2 separate regions of the Mus musculus genome follow, and region 1 is linked to region 2. The links are chromatin contacts, called in public promoter capture Hi-C maps. All regions are on one chromosome and are shown on one strand. Each heading gives the region's core, a stretch centred on a gene start, on an enhancer-like site or on the middle of the called end of the contact. The rest is flanking DNA. Distances are from core to core; before and after follow the strand shown. Region 1 holds the start of Tnfrsf21 (tumor necrosis factor receptor superfamily, member 21). Region 2 holds the start of Crisp2 (cysteine-rich secretory protein 2).

What was found. Promoter capture Hi-C pulls out the DNA fragments that hold promoters and counts their contacts.
Region 1: a contact with region 2 is called in a promoter capture Hi-C map of the C10 cell line, with 17 times the contacts expected there. The contact joins the promoter of Tnfrsf21 here to the promoter of Crisp2 in region 2. A contact is called at or near these places in 2 of 39 promoter capture datasets (the C10 cell line and cranial neural crest) and 2 of 115 datasets of contacts at active chromatin or transcription factors (fetal liver and large pre-B cells).

What each region holds. Positions count from the first base shown.
Region 1 is chr17:43,013,947-43,020,726 of GRCm38.p6, forward strand. Tnfrsf21 (tumor necrosis factor receptor superfamily, member 21) reads left to right here and starts at 2,609. Exons shown (of 6, transcript NM_178589.3): 1 at 2,609-3,146. The coding sequence starts at 3,051.
Region 2 is chr17:40,790,247-40,796,562 of GRCm38.p6, forward strand. Crisp2 (cysteine-rich secretory protein 2) reads right to left here and starts at 3,900. Exons shown (of 10, transcript NM_001204071.1): 1 at 3,782-3,900; 2 at 2,992-3,074; 3 at 1,631-1,662; 4 at 341-418. The coding sequence starts at 409.

The DNA.
Region 1 (6,780 bases), core at 1,359-3,858, 2.2 Mb after region 2:
GTTTTGGAAGAAACATGCAAAGTTTAAATTCGGCTGGGGATCAGAGGCAGTTATTTTATGGCAAAGATGAGATTGGTTTTGTCCAGCTTGGCCTCATTTGTACCTCTCCATTTTAGCTATAGTCACATCTTATTAATACTTACCTCACTCTTTGGAGCTTAGGCAGAAAATCCATTATTTATGGTTGAGTATTCACCATTTATGTGTAAGTAAGGACATCTGTATGCCATTGAATATGTGGTTGTGAAGTAATTAAAACAGTTTACAGTGTAAAATGAAAGACATTTCTCTATTTTAAACATGCAATAGAGAAATGGCATTTTATATATTGTTTAGAAAGATTTATTTATTTATTTAATGTATGTGGGTACACACTGTAGCTGTACAGATGGTTGTGAGCCTTCATCTGGTTGTTGGGAATTGAATTTAGGACCTCTGCTCGCTCCAGCCAACCCCATTTGCTCTGGTTGGCCCCACTTGCTCCATCCCAAAGATTTATCTATTATTATAAATAAGTACACTGTAGCTGTCTTCAGACACACCAGAAGAGGGCGTCAGATCTCATTATGGATGGTTGTGAGCCACCATGTGGTTGCTGGGATTTGAACTTAGGACCTTCGGATGAGCAGTCAGTGCTCTTACCTGCTGAGTGCTGAGTCATCTCACCAGCATTTTATATTCTAACTAGATTCAATAGACACTTTTGTTTTGTTTTGTTTTGTTTGTTTTTTGTTTGTGATGAAGAATACTAAGGGGTTTTTACTTAGTTAGCAGTAAGCAAGATGAACTGAATATATTGTATCAAGAGGCATCGAGATTGCATGGCTGTAACTCAGGTGGTGATGAAGGAGGATAACCATCCCCTGGAGGCTAACCTGAGCTACACAGCAAGACCCAACCCAAAAGCAGCCAGCCAACCAAACCAAACTCAAACCCAAAGGCCCGTGAAAAATTGAATTCTGATGATTAGTGCCCCATAAGGACCTTATGGAACATGAAAACAATAGGAAGAACAAAGAGAACGAGCAGGTCAGAACCACACTTACCCAAATTAAAGTCTCCCAGCTTGGAAGATCAAATCATACATTACCTCAAGTAACTCATATTTGTCTGCAAGGTGTCAGCTGACCCCTTTTCTTTAATATCTCACTTCCCACCCCCACCCCCTTTTAAACAGAAAGACCTTTGATTGTGGTGGCCAATAATTTGAAGTTTTGAAGAATTAATTGGCCCTATTATACATGAAGACATAGTAATCCCCCTTCACTTTTGGAAGCCTCGGAGAGAGTTTGAGAATTTCAAGTTGAAATATCACCCCCTTTCACAAAATTCTGTATTTAAGGATAGTATTTTTCAGAATTTAAAAAAATTTTTTACTGGAAACTTAATATTACAGCATTCCCCTTCAGGGTTTATGGTCAAGCTTTTTTAAATATATGTTTTATTTCTTTAACTGGCAGATGTTTGAAAGATGAGAGTAGGATTAATCCTCATATTAATTTTTAAATACATCTCATTCTTCCAAAGAATGCCGAGAAAAAGAACCAACTCTCCATGTAGTAACTGGCAAGGAAGGAAATAGGGCTCCTACCATGGCAACTCCCTGTCAGGGATGCTTAGTGTTGTTTCTGTCCAGGTTCCTCACTGCTGAGAACAAATAGCCAACAATACTGAGAGACGGGGAGGTTTCTTCTGGCTAACAGTTTCAGGGATACAGTTATTGCAGGAGAGGAGAGGAGAGGAGAGGAGAGGAGAGGAGAGGAGAGGAGAGGAGAGGAGAGGAGAGGAGAGGAGAGGAGAGGAGAGGAGGCAGCTGGTTAAACCGGGTCTGCAGTCAGGAAGCAGGGGAGCCACACATAAATGCCGAGACTACACTTGCTTTTTCCTTTTGCTCCACTGTGAGAACACAGCAGACCTCAAAACACAGCAGTTTGGGAACCAACACACACGTCTCTTTGTGTCTGGCAATTGATGTAAGCTCCATGGTTTTTGCTTTTTTTCTAGCTCCTTTAATTGATTGATTGATTGATTGATTGATTGATTGATTTCTGAGACTGGATTTTGCTCTGTAAGCCAGGCTTGTGTAGAACTCCAATTTTGGCTGGCCTGGAATTGGAGAAGTTCATATTCTCATTATACAGAGTGCTTAATGGCACCGTTATGCTCAGGTCATTCATTCATTCATTCATTCATTCATGCATGCATGCATGCATGCATGCATGAGATAGGAGTTTTCTGTGTAGCTCAGAATTTCCCTCCAACTTCAAATTCTCCTTCCTCAGCTTTCCTGGCAATGAAAATACAGGCCTGCGCCATTATGCGCAAGTTATATTGGCTGTTGTTAATATTTATGTTAGGAAAAGAAAATAGTCTCTGTTTTACATACAATCTACTTGGAATCATTTTTTTTTTTTAAAGTTAAGTCGGGGTGAGGGGTGTGTGCAGGTTAACAAGCAAACGCAATTCCTCCAGCTAACGCCAAGGGGCACCCTCTCCTTCCCCTCGGTTTCTGGAGCGCCTTGAGTTCTTTCCATCTGCACAAAGAGCCCGGCCTCCTCCCGGGTGACATCACAAAGGGTCGTTCTCCGCCCCTTCGGCGCCACCACGTGTGTCCCCGAGCTGAGTGGCCATCCGACTCAGTCCCTCGCCGGCCGGTCTAGGCAGCGGAGGAGGCGAGTGCTTGATAGTGGCTGGAAGCTTCGCTATGGGAAGTCGCTCTTTAGCACTGTCGCGGCTAGCCCTGCTCTCTGGTTCTCCGCAGCCGCTGTCGTTGGAGAGCACCGGGAGGCGCGGGTTGCGAGCGCGCCTGCTTCTCACCGCCCGGGCGCCAGCGCCCCTGGGCAGGTGCTGAGCGCCTTTCGGAGCCTCCCCTGCTGCCTCCCTCTTCCGCCTGGGTGCCTGGCTGCTGCAGTGCACATGGGCTGCTGGAGGTAGATGGGCTCACCGCCCGTGAGGCGGCGGTGGATGCGGCGCTGGGCAGAAACAGCCACCAATTCCAGCTGCCGTGGGGCCGAGCGCCCCGGGCGCCGCTGCGAGCCCCGAGCTCGGCCATGGGGACCCGGGCAAGCAGCATCACCGCCCTCGCCTCTTGCAGCCGCACCGCCGGCCAAGTCGGAGCCACGATGGTCGCCGGCTCTCTTCTCCTGGTGAGCGATAGGAGGGGACCCTAGGGTGGCGGCTACGTTCGAGCCTGTGTCCGGGAGCCGGGCGGGTCCTCGGGCCCGTAGTGCCGGAGGCGCGCGGTGGGACCAGACGGGTTGGAAGGGTTGGTTACAAGGCAATAGCCAGACCGAGGAGGACTCCTACTAGATCGTGTGTGTGTGTGTGTGTGTGTGTGTGTGTGTGTGTGTGTGTGTGGTGAGCTAAGGCTAGTGAGTGTTAAAGAATTATTTTTCTTGCAATCTGGCTGCTTGAAGGAGGCGCGAGAGGTGTCCGCCTCGAGGTCCTGCGCATTTTTGGGTTTTTGCCCCCGACTCGGCCTATCTCGCACCCCAACACCCAGCCTCACCCCAATATCATTCGCTGCCAGACCCTCGGCGCGGTGCGAGGCCCGAGTAGTCCTGTCAGTAGCCAGCTGCCGGTTGTGGCCGCTCCTTTGTCGCTACTGCAATGTCATGTCCGGATGCTACCGCAGTGGAGACAGCCGGATCGGTGCGCTCCGGACGCGAGCAACCGCTGCATGCTTCCGCGCGCGAAGCTTTCCGGAGTAGGGCGCAGGCCACCCCTTGCTTCAGCTTCCTTGCTTCTCTCCTCCCTCTTAGTTCAGATGGGTCCTGATTTCTGCAAGCCAAAAGAAGAAGAAGAAGAAGGAGCCCGGGTGGGTGGTGGGGGTGGGGTGGGAGGGGGAGGAGGAGAAGAAGGACCCAGAGACCCAGGCGCCTCTAAAGCACAGGCTTGGAGCCAACCGGCGCTGTGGCTCTCAGTCGAGGGGGAGGGGAAAGAGCTACATAAAGGACGATTAATTTTCCCCATCCTTTTCTTATTTCTCCCTTTCTGTGTTTAGACATGTCACCAAGCAAGATGATGCAGGCTCTCTCAGCACCCAAATCTGGGGCGTGCCCGGATTGCAATCCTCCATCACTTTATCTGATCAAAACCTGACATCATCCCTTATCCAAAACTTACCCCCAGCTGGCCCTTTATTTCCAATATTGGGGCCAAGTGGGGAATTAGGTGGAAGAAAATTTGAATTCAAACCCTTGAGATGCTATAAACCAATCATGTCTTTCATCCCTGCAGGGAGGATGAAGGTTGTTAGCTAAAAACTAAACAAAAACAAAAAAGAGCTTGTTTTCATGGTTGGGCTGTGTAAGGGAAGGCAGGCCTCTTGTCTCCTTCCTCTAAAGGGCTTACTGCCTGGCCAGCCAAGATCTACTGCTTCCATCCCAAGGCATGACAGTTGCTATGGCCTGGGAATTCATTCTACAGACATTCTGGTTCTCTCTGTCTCTCTCTGTCTCTCTCTCTGGCTGACTCTCTTTCTGTGTGTGTGTGTGTGTGTGTGTGTGTGTGTGTGTGTGTGTGTGTGTGTGTGTGTGTGTGTTTAGGGAGAGAGAGAGAGAGAGAGAGAGAGAGAGAGAGAGAGAGAGAGAGAGAGAGGGCTAAAGAAAGTTTGTTGTTCTTAGCATTTATGAGGTAAATCTCAGTGTCCCTTGAGAGACGCTTTTCTGTCTTTTTATAACAATGGCAAAGTCCAAGCCCTTTAAACAAGTGTGGATAGTAAATAATCAGAGAGTCTTTGGGACCGTGGACTTGAATTGACAGTCTTAGATTGAACGAGTTCAAGGAAGCACTGATCCTAATGACCTGAGTTAGGTCCCTTGCTGAGTTCCCTCCAAAGGTCTTAGACCTGCTTCCGTGATGAGCATATACTGCCGTGTGTCCCTGCTCCACACAGATACAATCCTTATACAATACTTATAGATCAGTCCACTCAAATCCAATCTAAAGTTAGTGCTCAATGTATAGTCGTAATCTGGAATTATTTTTTAACTTTTAGCCTGATATATAGGTCCTTGAAGGTCTCAGCATAGTAAAACCATATGCTTTAAGTAACCAAGAAAGGGCCTAGTTCTTTTTATTAAATGATCAAACTCAATGTACCCACAGATTGCACCCAGATTTGCAACTGATGACCTACAGTATAAGTTTGACAGTTTGATGAAGTTTATGAAAGGTATTTTAGAGACAATCTCAAGGTGACGATGCTACAGGGTTCCTTGATTTCCTGGTAACTATGGCAAAAGGGCTTTCTTTAAATTGATGGAGTAGGAGGAGGGTGAGCTGACCATCCTGGAGTGTGGGAATACTCCAGGAAACATCAGGAGCTATGCAATGACCTTCTCCATCCCCACTTTGGACGGTCCAGTCATCAGGACGGGCCCTGTTTCTGTATACAACAGTGATCTGGTGACTCTGTTCTCAGGAGAATTGGTCCCATTGGTAATCTTGGCCACATTAACAGCAGACACCAGGTAGGACAGCTCAAGTAAACATGGTGTGAGGTACCTAGAAGAATAATGGGGGATACAGGAAGGTTAATGCTATGTATATACAGGGTGGTTAGATAAAGAAATAATGATGGCTTCCAATTGCCCTTCTCTCATTTTTTTTTCATAGCAGTCTTTGTTGTTTTTTGTGGCTCTTTTTTTTTTCTATCAGCATGAAGAGCTTACTATAGGCTCTGATATGTATGCCTATCATATGAACTTGTCAAAAGAGCAGCGAGCTAATTTATACAGAATATGCCACTATCCCTGTCAAACGGGTGTCACCTCCATTCTACGGATGAGAAAATAGTCTCCAAGAATCTTACTGGTCTGTTGTAGTATGTGGTGACTCTGGGCTGGAACTCCTTGGCTCCTACTCTCTCTCACCCACGTACCACACTGCCCGTTTCACAACTTCAAGTTGTTTGGTGAGTGTAAGGACAGAGAAGGACTGCTGGCAGGTAGCTGAGACGGTGGCTTGATTAATTGGGGAATATAAGTGAGACGTTCACAAGGACCTTTGGAGTGAGTCAGTCTAGTTGCTGGCATTTCTATTGCTGATGTGTTGATGTGACCGTGTCATGTTTGGAAGTTACTCACAAACTGAAATGCAGCATACACGTTCCAGGCCAAAGTTCTGTAAATGAGACATTTAGATCTGTAGTGGTTTAGGGATTGTCCTAGAAGGACTTGCTTACTGCAATGCTGGATGCAGTCAGAGGTGCCTCTTGCCTTTAGGGAGCTTGGTTTGACTATACAGATAGACTGATTGCAAGGGATGGTCAAGGGAGGAAAGCAACTTCCTTGGTAAAGACTTTGGATTTGGAGCTTTGGAAACTGCTGTTATCCACGGACTGAGAATTCCTGCACTGAAGGCACAGGGAAGAAGGCATAGCAGAAGAAGGAGTGGAAAGATTCTAAAAGCCAGAGGAACAGAAGTTGCTGTGAGATCGTGTCACCTGGAAATGTCCGGGAAGCTTCACTCATGAAGTTTCAACAGCATGGCTGCGTAAGCGGGATCTGATCAGAGAACACCAGTGGACAGGCTAACACAGAAGGGGGAACTTCATAGGGCCTCAGCCCTAGACAAAAAATTAGAAATATGGGCTACTAAGGAATATATATGTGTGTGTACAATACGTGCATATATATACAAACATATGCACACACACATATATGTATGTGAATGTAACACATGTGCATATGTATTATGCACATGTGCACATATGTAATAGCAATTGAAAATAACGCCATGAATTTGAGTCGTGCAAGGCTGGTACATGAGAGGTTG
Region 2 (6,316 bases), core at 2,650-5,149:
AATATATTATTTGGTCAAGTATACAAAAATACTGTTTAAAAGAATACTTGTGAGTTTTGTTGTTGAATTTCTGCACATCTTTGTTGTCTGTTTCTATTTGAAATACATTTTGTCTTTTCAAGTGTCCAGTAGGCACATGTATCTATTGGCTCTCACAGCCATGAGTGATGGAGCAAATAACCTTAGCCTCTTATCTCTATTTCCCTGTGAAGTGCTTTGAGCCACCCGAGACACTTTTCCACCTGCCAGGATACTCTGGATTCTTCTGTTCTCACAATATCCTGGCACTTTTCCAAAACTGACAGGCGGCTGTAAGAAGATGTTTCAGCTTTAGATTTACCTTTCCTTCTGTGAGTGGTGATCGCAGCAGCAACGCAAAGACAAACAGCATTACCTGGAACCAAGCCATGGCCGAAAGCTATCAAAAACAAAAACAAACAAACAAACAAACAAACAAAAAAATCTCCACTGAAGTCAGTAAAGCAGGAACAAAGGATGGAGGGAATTGGGGGTTCTGAGTTTGCAAAGCACCTGTAACATCAGAGTTCACTCACAGTGTAACAGTTAAAGAGTCACTATGCAGTGCTAATAGAATCACAATGAAACAGCCTTGGCTCTAAAAGGATCATCAACTGAGAATCTTGTAGCTTGCCCTTGGACTTGCACATGCAGAGACTTGGGAATTCCTAGCATCTTCCTGCAAACATCCATTGCCCTTTCTTTAGCTAAAATGTGAAAAAAGAAATCATCTATCTGATTGTGAGAAAGAGGGTTCATTTATCACTGTGTCCCACAGCTCAGCTTCTTATTCTCAATGAGAGCAAGAACTATTCATTTATCTGGACCAGAATTTAGTCAAGGTTTCAGAGTTGGGATTATGTAGATACAAATTACCAAACATCTTAGAAGAGGTTATTTCTATAAGAGAGAAATTAGAAATCGTGTTTATTTTTTTTTCTCATCCTTGTATTATTGTCAAAAGTCCTGGTATAGACAAGCAACAATATAGTCAGTGAATTAAAAGCCTTCTCAACTCAGTTCTGGCTAAGCCCTGACTTAGTCTAAAGACTTTAATATTTATTGTGTTTTAAATAGCCTTCCTGTTCTCCCTCATACTACTTCTTTTAAATTGGATAATACCCTGTGAGTCGTTAGCATAAAACTAAAAGCAGCTCAGTTGAGGAAATACTCATATTCCCAGTCATTACTCACCAATAATGACTTCAAATCCATTGTACATAGTTAAAAACAACAAGAAAACAGTTTCACTTTTGAAAAAGAAATCATTAATCGGGCTTCATGAACCCACTCCGTTTTTAATACTTCTCATGTAATCTCATATATTAAATGATACACATCATTAACATGTTTTCATTTTTCCAATAAACACAGTTCTACTGTGGACATAACAAAAACATGAGAATAAGCTATATGTTTACATATGTAAAAAGTTCATTTACATAAAATTGATATTATTGTTTCTCTAATAGCATTGCAAAAAGAGCTTCATTAATATTCACAGAACAATTTCTCAGCTTTCTAAGCACAGGTAGATTAAGGGTATTAAGGGTAGCTTTTTACTCATGGCAACATGGCAGGATGAAATACTCACATTAGAATGGTCACTTACTGTTGATTTGACAGTTGAAATATCTGCCTTATCTGTGTCAAGAAAGAAGGTGGAGAGAGATGACAGATTATACATCACAACCATCTCTGGACATATTCTGCATCTTGAAGTCAGTCCCAATCAAATCTACCTTGAAATGGTATGGTATTTTTCACACCAACAGGCTCAGATTTCACTGCCAGGTCTTTATTATTTGGTTCATATCTAAACTATGGCCTTTGCTTCCTTACCAGATAATGCCTCCGTGCTGCTGAAATGCTTACAAACATATGGGTGTAGGGGCTTGGAAAGAAAACAATATTTATAAGGAGTCCAGAATTGCCTGAACTTTTGTGAGATGTTCCTTAGTGAAAGAACTGCATACCAGTGAGTAGGATAGAAAAGAATTAGCTGAAATTTATTTAAATACTGTTCTTTATTTCAATGAAATATTGTTACATAAAATAAAATAATAAATTTGTAACAATTATAATGTTTTAGAAAATAGAGCAAACAAATAGCATCTAGACAAAGTATTAATATTTTGAATAATAAAACTTTTAAAATTGAAAAAAGTTCTTAAGCATATTACAATCTAGAGTCTAGATTCTAGACAATGTCTTTGGAAACTTGTGTTTCTGTATTGACTACCCAAGACTATTTAACGCCTCAGAAAATAAATAAAACATATTTTATAACTGAATGCTTTCCTGAATCAACTTTTTATGACTTTTACTTCCTATCTATAGTTTACTGTTAAGATACAGTCTTTGAAATGAGCAAGCTCAGGAAATCTACCACAGCCACTATGTTCTCTTAGACCAAAAAAAAAAAAAAAAAAAAAATGAATTTCTATAGTTTTACTTTGAAAATTCAAAGACAAAATTTTGTAAAACTCCTAACACATACACTATAATGTACATAACCATACATATTCAATAATGATATTTTTATTATCAATTGCAGTACTTAAATTTGGCTAACCCTATCAGATATTTCCATTTTTAAAAAAATGTGATTTGGTTGAAAGTTAATTTCCAAATTGTTTGAAACCTTTTTTTTTTTTTAAATCGTCATTGTGTCACAGTGGGGAAAAAGACAGTATAGTCTAGAAAAGAATCAAGTGCTGAAGGCATGGTCCACCTTAACATAAGGAAAATGAATCAACAGCATCCTTATTCAAAGACACACTCATATTGTTCCAATCCAAACTGCCGTCATCTTTGTTGAGTCCAAGAAAGGATACCTTTGCTGAAAATATATTCAAGGAAAAATATCTTACACATTCCCTCTTTTTTATCTTTATTCTTGAAACTTACATTTATACTTAGGTGAGAAAGTGGCTATCATGCTCTCCTTACTACATATAAATAGAACAATACCTTGTCCTTCCTTCCGATGTTTTAGGATCAGGAGGGCATGCCTCTTCTAAAGTGTGAGGGCTATGGTGTTTCCCTTCTTTGTCCTGGAAGAGGGAAAACAATTTTGGACAACGATGTAAAGACAGCCTTATATTGTCTACACTTTATCACAGACTTACAACCTGTTAGTTAATGTCCTCTTAATTCTTCAATCTTTGATGTCACTATAACCTGCTTTGGGGCACTGATTGTACTTCAGCATTTCCTTCACTGTAAACTAAAAAGCCTGCTTGTTAACAAATTCAGTAATCGCTGTTTGGCTGCCACCCTAAAAAAAAACCTCAGCATGTAGTGAAATATCCTCTTTGATCTAGCACTTCGTGCTTCACATGTTTCAAAAGCTGTTGTCTTTAACTCCAACAATGTTGACTATGTGCATTGGTGTTTGATCAATATAACGTCACATTTTCTATTCCGGAAGTCGATGACAGGATGTTTGGAAGAGCTAATGACCCTAGATCTAATTGATGAAGTCCTGAATAAAAGACTGACATTTTTCATTCGACTGCAGAAAAGTCAGACTTTGAAATTGTTTCAAGCTTCCTCCGTGACTCGGTAGAAATCAAACACACAGGACAATTTCTTAAGGTCAAGAGGAAATCTCTAGTGATTTCTTGCTAGGAAAAGTGAACTAACAGTTGTTCTGGGATCTGCTGACGGCTCCTAACCTCACACATCTTTCTCTGCACTACCTTCACTCATTTTCTCCACCCTGGTCACATCCACTCTCCCAGCCCGCCCTAATATTTACGCTGGTTCAACAGCACAGGTCTTCATGCTGTCAGGAAGGAGCCAGAAAGGGCTCTTGTTGCCCCTCCCCTCGGTGAGCAACGATAACCGCCTCCAGCCGCCACGTGGGGGCGGTGTCACGAGGCTTTATTCTGTCAAAGTAAATGCTCTGCATAGATCTCTCCACCCTTCTCTCAGTCACCGCTGTGTAGGATGCCACGGGAGAACTTCTTTTATATTTACCCCTTTAAAATATAAAGTTATCATTTGTTTTCGCCATTTGTGAGGGGTGCTGGAGTCAGTATCTGTTTACTCAACAGAGAACCAAGAAGAGAAGATAGGAAGTATTTCAGGAGTTTGAAAGCCCAGGGACGTGGATAGAGAAGCAAGCGCTCCCTTTCCAGAATGTCTGAGTGAATGAGCTTCATAATTGAAAACGAAAACCAGAAACGTCTTACTTAAAGGCTTTCTTACATTTTCAGAATCGTGGCAGTCCCAACTGAATCGTGGCCAAAAAAAAAAAAAAAAAAAAAAAAATGCATTCAGTCCCAAAGAGTTAGCATTCTGGTTTTCTGTTTGTTTGTTTGTTTGTTAACTCTCCCTGGTTATCTTTGTTACACACAAGTTTGGTGGTCAGAAAACTCAAGAACGATAGCTGGGTCAGCTTTTTAATACCTGAATTTCCTGACCAAAGATATCTATACTCAGGTCAAAAAGCTAGTTTTCCTTCATTAATGAACACTGTGTGGTCTTCACAGCTGGACTATAAATGATAGATTTAGTGGATAGAAAGGGGGAGGGTTAGCTCATTGCTGAAAAGAAGAGTTAGAAGATCTCCAATTAAGCTCCCTCACCCATAGAGGAATTTTGACGTCTAGATCAATATGATAGTTATGTGACAATAGTGATAAAAGTGTAATCATAATGCAAGATGAAGACAGCGTATTTCAAGCAATGTCAAATCACCCAGACCACTTCACAAAGCCATAATCATCCCTGAGCACAGTTAGGCAAAGAAAACTTTTATGTATTTTTTCTTGGCTAGTGTGTTTACAGCTGCTCACAGTATACATGTTTCCCTCTGCCATTTGATTATTAGAGGTTTTTTACTATTTGAGACCCAACAAAAGGCTTCTTTAACATATAAACAAAGATTCTCAATCTGTGATCTGGTGATATAATAATTATGTTGGTATTGTGTTGTCTCCCAAGTTGGTTCCATTTTCTTTCTTTCCTCACTATGGCTTTAATGTTATCAAACTTCAACTGAACTCATACTACAAAGCAGATGCTGTGACGTATTAGGAAGTCATGAGAACAAATAAAATATGATGTCTGCCCTTATAGCAGTGGTTTTCTGTAATACTACTGTACAATAGTATCACATGCTGTGGTGACCCCCCCCAAGCATAAACTTGTTTCATTACTACTTCATAACTTTAATTTTGGTACTGTTATGAATCATAATGTAAATATCTGGTATGCAGGACCTCTGATAGGTGACTCCTGTAAAATGGTCATTCAAGACGTCACAACCAACAGGTTGAGAACTGCTACTTTTGTATGTTCTAAGGTATGGACATGCTATTAATTATTAATAATTGTGTAAAATGTGTTTCAAAGACAGGTAGTAGACCTTAGAAACATAGAAATGACAGCTAATTGTCTGTGAATTACAAGGACAGGTTCCCAAGGGAAGTATAGAAAAGGACCTGGGTCTTTAATAGACCAAGATCTGTTACTGACCTGAAAAGTCAAAAGCTTTGACTGAAAGAAAATCATAAGACGCAGGAATGTGAACATTTCCTTGCATCTGAACTTTAGAATCTAAGGTCAGAAACCAAGTTTAAAAGACTGCAAAAAGATATCCATGACGTGCTGGAGGTCTTTACTATATTAAGTGCTTAATAAGTAACAAATAGGGCCTAAGCCACAGCAGCAGCGGTCGCCATCTTGGTCCCAGACCCGCCGAACTTAGGAAATTAGTCTGAACAGGTGAGAGGGTGCGCCAGAGAACCTGACAGCTTCTGGAACAGGCAGAAGCACAGAGGCGCTGAGGCAGCACCCTGTGTGGGCCGGGGACAGCCGGCCACCTTCCGGACCGGAGGACAGGTGCCCACCCGGCTGGGGAGGCGGCCTAAGCCACAGCAGCAGCGGTCGCCATCTTGGTCCCGGGACTCCAAGGAACTTAGGAATTTAGTCTGCTTAGGTGAGAGTCTGTACCACCTGGGAACTGCCAAAGCAACACAGTGTCTGAGAAAGGTCCTGTTTTGGGCCTTCTTCTTCGGCCAGGAGGAGGTCCAAATACAAGATATCTGCGCACCTTCCCTGTAAGAGAGCTTGCCAGCAGAGAGTGCTCTGAGCACTGAAACTCAGAGGAGAGAATCTGTCTCCCAGGTCTGCTGATAGACGGTAACAGAATCACCAGAAGAACAATCTCTAAACAGAGTCAACTATAACTACTAACTCCAGAGATTACCAGATGGCGAAAGGTAAACGGAGGAATCTTACTAACAGGAACCAAGACCACTCACCATCACCAGAACCCAGCACACCC